2 separate regions of the Mus musculus genome follow, and region 2 is linked to region 1. A link is a contact called in public HiChIP or PLAC-seq data. All regions are on one chromosome and are shown on one strand. The core of a region is the stretch at or near the end of the contact, and the rest is flanking DNA. Distances in the headings are between cores, read along the strand shown. Region 1 has its middle 3.4 kb from the start of Mir6380. Region 2 has its middle 20 kb from the start of Gm43403.

Region 1 (2,700 bases), core at 110-2,609:
CCAGTACAGCAAAATGTGGTGGGAAGAGAAGAACACGGCCAGAGGGAAGTATGAATCAAAGACGGGCTTGCAATAGTCCCAGGACTCAGAAGCCAGCCTGGGCTAGATGAAGTCTCTATCTCAAAAACCAAAGGCAGACTGGGGATATAGGTCCACTGTAGACTACTTGTCTAACATGTACAAAGCCCTGAGTTCAACCCCCAGCACTGCATAAACCAAGCAAGGTTGGCACGCACCTGTAATCCCAGGTGGTAGCAGACATGCAATTCCAAGTGGTGGCAAGAAAATGAGAAGTTTGAAAACTCATAGCCATCTTCAGCTATATATTAAATTTAAGATAAGCTGGATCCTGTCTCAAAGCCAATTATTTTAAAAGGGGAGGAGATCTAGAAAAGCAGCAATAGTTTAAGATATGGGTGCATGGCTCAGAAGGTAAAGGCACTTGTCACCAAGGCTGACAAACTGAGTTTGATTCCCAGGCTCTGCCTTGTAGAAGAGAACCCTGCAGTTTGCCCTTTAATCTCCAAAGCAGCACTATTCAAGTATTTAAAGGTAGAGAGATGGGAGGTGGAAAGAGAGGCTTGCTCTGACTTAGATGGGAGCATGTATATTCATAGCTGGGGGAGTCTTTGTCACCTACGTGTGCAATTGGCCAACAAACCTACAGAAGAGGATGGGACACAGCCCCATCTAGGATCAGAAGCCATTCCTGTAGTCCACAGGGGAAGCTAGGATACCATCAAGTCTCACGCGCACGCATAAACACACACACACACACACACACAATCAAGCTTAATTAATTTCTTCAAAGTTTAGACAGCACCCCTTTTCACATGGCCACTTGCGCCTCCATTTCTCCACACAGACTACGCAGAACTCCCCCTCACCAGAAGCAAACTGGGTGCTAACTCGGGTACAGTAAGCTACTTAATAACCTAAGACAGAAAGCTTAGATGTCATTCGGACAGCACAAATTATGAAACATTTTACTTGAAGAAATGATCATATTGCATGCTTCAAAACAAACAAACAAACAAGCCACTTGGAATGAATTCTACAGTCTGCAGCCAGCAATCTCACTCAGACAAAAATCCCTGCCTGCTTCCAACCACTTTTACAATAAAGCTCCAAAGGTTCCCTAAGTTCCTAGGGTCCTTTTAGACTTGAGACTGCAAGAGACCTCACACGAGGTCTTCCCGCCCAAGTGTAGCACCCAGCCAAAGTGAGCCCTTCTTCTGGGGCAGGAGGGGACGTTTCTGTTATCTCGCCCTTCGAGGATGAAAGCCAACTCCATCCACCCTTAGACCTAATAGCCATCAGGGCTCCCTAGCCGGGCTTTCTTTAGACCCCAGCTGTTCCCTTATCCCAGGAAGGATCTTTGAAGCCGCTCATTTGCATGATTGCTCACTTAGCATCTCTAAACCCTTTCACCTAAACTTCCGCGGGGCTCTGTTTTATTCCCGTATATGTTCCGATCTAGTATAGTAGCCTTGGCTGCTTTGGAATGCAGAATCCTCCTGCCCAATCCTTTCCAGGGGTGGGACCAAACTCCGGTCACCACACCCAGCTGTCTGGGTACCTAACAGAACTGCATTCGGTAGACAAGTGGAGAGAGTCGCTCCTGAGAGCACACGACGCACCTGTGGAAGGGCTCCCTGAGAAATGCCGAACCACAGAGCTCTTGGTGATGTAAAACAGCTGTCCAGAATATTTTACACGCTCACAACTGCAGCTTATCAGGAAGCCAGATTGCCTTCCTTGACCTAGGTTTCTTCCTACAGGATAGCATTGCTATTCAACTCCTCTTAGCTAACTCAATGGGAAAATCATCACGCTTGAAGACACTGCACATCTGAGCTATTAAAGACACCTCCCAGGGCTGGAGAGATAGATCAGAGGTTAAGAGCATTGTCTGCTCTTCCAGAGGTCCTAAGTTCAATTCCCAGCAACCTCATGGTGGCTCACAACCATCTATAATGAGATCTGGTGCCCTCTTCTGCAGGCAGAACACTGTATACATAATAAATAAATCTTAAAAAAAAAAAAAAAAGACACCTCATTCTCTCCTGGAAGGCAGGAAAGATATAGGTAGATGCTGGTGCTCTATTGCAGAACATAAGAGCATAGTTTGGTGTCGGGGAGGACAGCTGTTTTATTGAATAGTTCGCTTCTCAGAAGGGGCAGAACCAATACCTCCCGATTTAATGTCGGTCTTGAAAGGTTTCCTTGCTCTTAATCTACTTAGTTGCTCTGTAATTGAGGAAGGACTACATCAGTAGCTCACAATAAGGATCCAACCCTGAGAACTCCCATCTGTCTTAAACCCAGAGCAACAAGCTCTCAAAATACCGTGGGGGTTGGGGAAAGCAAACCCAGTGTTTTCTCCTGAGCCTGTAAGGACATTAGGAAATCTTACTTATAACTTCAAGCAAGCTTGACAGACTGCCTTTGTGAATTCTCCAGTGCTCACAAACTACTCCACACTTTCTTACCCAAATCCTTCAGAACTGCCTCTCCACCTATCCTAGCTTCTTTCCTGTGGTGGTGATAAAATACCCTGACAAAACAACTTAGGGAAGATGAAGTTTATTTCAGCTTGAAATTCCATGTGGCAGACCATGACTGCGGGGAAGTCGGGGCAGCAGGAACTTGAAGCAGATCACAGTCAAGAAGCAGAAAGATTGGGTGTGGTGGCTCACG
Region 2 (2,700 bases), core at 87-2,586, 64 kb after region 1:
TGTCCTTGTTGGAGTGGGTGTGGCCTTGTTTTAGGAAGTATGTCACTGTGGGGGTGGCTTTGAGGTCTCCTGTGCTCAAGCTCTGCCCAGTGTGGAATTCAGTCTCCTCCTGGCTGCCTTTAGATCAAGATGTAGAACTCTCAGCTCTTCCAGCACCATATCTGCCTGCATGCTGTCATGCTTGTTGGCATGATGACTATGGACTAAACCTCTGAAACTGTAAGCCAGCCCCAATTAAATGTTTGGTGTCTCATCACAGCAATAGAATCGTAAGATAAGTAGTGTGTGTTCTCAACTGCTGAGCCATCTCTCCAGCCTCTTACATTTATTTTGTGTGAGGGTGTGAGTCATATGGGCATCAGAGGGTAATCTGTAGATGTGGGCTTTTTTCTTCTACTTTATTGGTCGAAGGAATCTATCTCAGGCCATCGGGGTTGACAGCAAGTGTCTTTACCCACTAAGCTGTCTTTCCAGCTATCCATTCCATAAAGGAATATCTAAAGAGACAGTGAAAGTCCTGCCTTTGGCCTCTTTTCAAGTGTATTCGAAAAGTCTAGATTTTCTTTAGTTTTCTCTTCATGATTGAAAATTATGTTCTAAGATTCAAACTTATGTTATAAAAACAACTTTCCCTACTAATGCAAGTGCTCTAAGCATCTCAAACAATTTCTTAGAAATCTGAGCACAAATACGTAACAATATGGAGTATTTACTTCAATCTGAAATATAAAATATTCAAAGCAATCCAAATAACAGTTAACAAGGCCTGGGGCCTTTCAGTATGAGACTGAATTTGCCTACAAGTTTTTAAAGACATAAAACTGCATTTTGTGCTGAAATTAGAGTCAACAAAGAACATAACTTGCTATATTAGAAGTAAGGGGATTCGGGCACTACAGTTTCTAATTCTAACAAATGGGAGACAGAGGCAGAATGGTCAGAAGTCTAACGTCATCGTTATCTACATAGTATCAGGCCAACCTGGGTTGTTAAAGACCCTGTTTCACAACAAACAAACAAGAAAAGAATGAGACAGTAAAGAGGGCACTTGTCAGCATCCTCAAATTATTTCTGGTATATTTTCATGGAAATGTTGTGTGTTTTACTACATGATTTTATTTTTAAAATCAATGTTCGTCTTTATAGCTGGCTGAGTGATTAAGAACACTTGCTGATCTTGCAGAGGACCTTGGTTCCTAGCACCCAAAGTGGCTGGCAACCATCAGTATCTCCAGGTGACAGGAAATAGGTTACTAGAGCATAGATCTTGTTTTCAGAATCTTCTAGTGATAGTTTGTTTATGCTCAACTCAGGGAGTGGCACTATTAGAGGGTGTGGCTCTGTTGGAATAGGTGTGGCCCTGTTGGAGTAGGTGTGTCACTGTGAGTGTAAGCTTTAAGACCCTCATCCTAGCTGACTGGAAGCCAGTATTCTGCTGCAGTCTTCTTCCTCCCCCCGCCTCCCCAAGACAGGGTTTCTCTGTGTATTCCTGGCTGTCCTGGAACTCACTCACCAGGCTGGCCTCGAACTCAGAAATCTGCCTGCCTCTGCCTCCTGAGTGCTGGGATTAAAGGCGTGTGTCACCAATGCCCAGCTCTGCTGTAGCCTTCAAAGGAAGATGTAGAACTCTCAGCTACTCCTGCACCGTGCCTACCTAGACGCTGCCATGTTTCTGCCTTGATGATAATGGACTGAACCTCTGAACCTGTAAGCCAGGCCCAATTAAATATTGTTCTTACAAGAGTTGCCTTGGTCATGTCTGTTCACAGCAGTAAAACTCTAAGACACATCTCCACCATTTTTTCCAGGATAAATGCTCCCAGATAGGATATGGACCAGTTCATATTCTTTCACTCAGTCAGCTTTGTTGTACCTGTTATCAATACACACATCTAAAGTTCCCTTCTCCTCTGTGGCAAATTTCCAGACCCTTTGAATGCTTGAGGGGTGTGCTTCTCAAAGCCCATGTCACGGATGTGTTTGTGAAGGCCACTGTTCCAGTCCCAGGACCACCTCACTGATGGCAGAGTGGCCATTCTTCAGCTCTCCATCCTCTGTGCAGGAGCCATTCTGCAAGCCATGCCGAACATTCTCTGTCTTTTGGAGACAGGATCTTATTATGATATGCCCCAGGCTAGCCTCAACCCCACAGCCCCTCTTTCATCTCCTGAGTTCTAAGTCTACAGATGCACCCTCATTCGCCTACCACCCACTCCTTCTGCTATTTCATCTTGGGAAGATGCACAAGGGTTGACAAAGCACACCCTGCAGTTTATGTACTATTCACAGAGGCTAATTAAACCTGGGCAGTAGCAGTGTCAGATCTGAGTTGTCTAAATTCACTTTTCCCCATGCATGTTTACACAAGGTTCCCACGTGTTATCTTAGTATAGCTCAAGAAAAATAAAATTTGCAACAGATACACTTACACAGATGAATTCAACTTTTTGAGACAGCTAAGCCAGCCTCCAACAATAAAATATCCTTTATGTGGGGAAACTCAGTGAGGCTGCAAAGCTAGCCTGGCTGGTTTACATCAGACATGGAGGGTGTTCTTAGTAAGGAAAAAATAAAAACAGAAGGAAGACAAGCCACAACCCAAGAATAGAGACCTCAGGAAGGGTAGACTGTGACTACACTGCAGACTGGCCCATAGGTGAGCTTGTGTGGGTATTTACTTGATTAATGATTGATGTGGGA

What was found. HiChIP or PLAC-seq counts read pairs in DNA pulled down with a chosen protein or histone mark.
Region 2: a contact with region 1 is called in an H3K27ac HiChIP or PLAC-seq map of embryonic stem cells, with 15 read pairs. The contact joins two enhancer-like sites. A contact is called at or near these places in 1 of 39 promoter capture datasets (embryonic stem cells), 4 of 15 datasets of contacts at CTCF or cohesin (the NIH/3T3 cell line and embryonic stem cells), 80 of 484 Hi-C or Micro-C datasets (2-cell embryo, 8-cell embryo, the AML12 cell line and 33 more), 17 of 115 datasets of contacts at active chromatin or transcription factors (bone marrow-derived dendritic cells, embryonic stem cells and expanded potential stem cells) and 1 of 9 other capture datasets (embryonic stem cells).

Annotation. Positions count from the first base shown.
Region 1 is chr3:137,778,837-137,781,536 of GRCm38.p6, forward strand. No RefSeq gene overlaps it. Among named protein-coding and RNA genes, the nearest start is that of Mir6380, 3.4 kb to the right of the region's middle. Within about 2 kb of position 1,360, at least 11 of the 459 cell types and tissues checked have an H3K27ac peak or open chromatin away from gene starts, as enhancers often do.
Region 2 is chr3:137,843,130-137,845,829 of GRCm38.p6, forward strand. No RefSeq gene overlaps it. Among named protein-coding and RNA genes, the nearest start is that of Gm43403, 20 kb to the right of the region's middle. Within about 2 kb of position 1,337, at least 5 of the 459 cell types and tissues checked have an H3K27ac peak or open chromatin away from gene starts, as enhancers often do.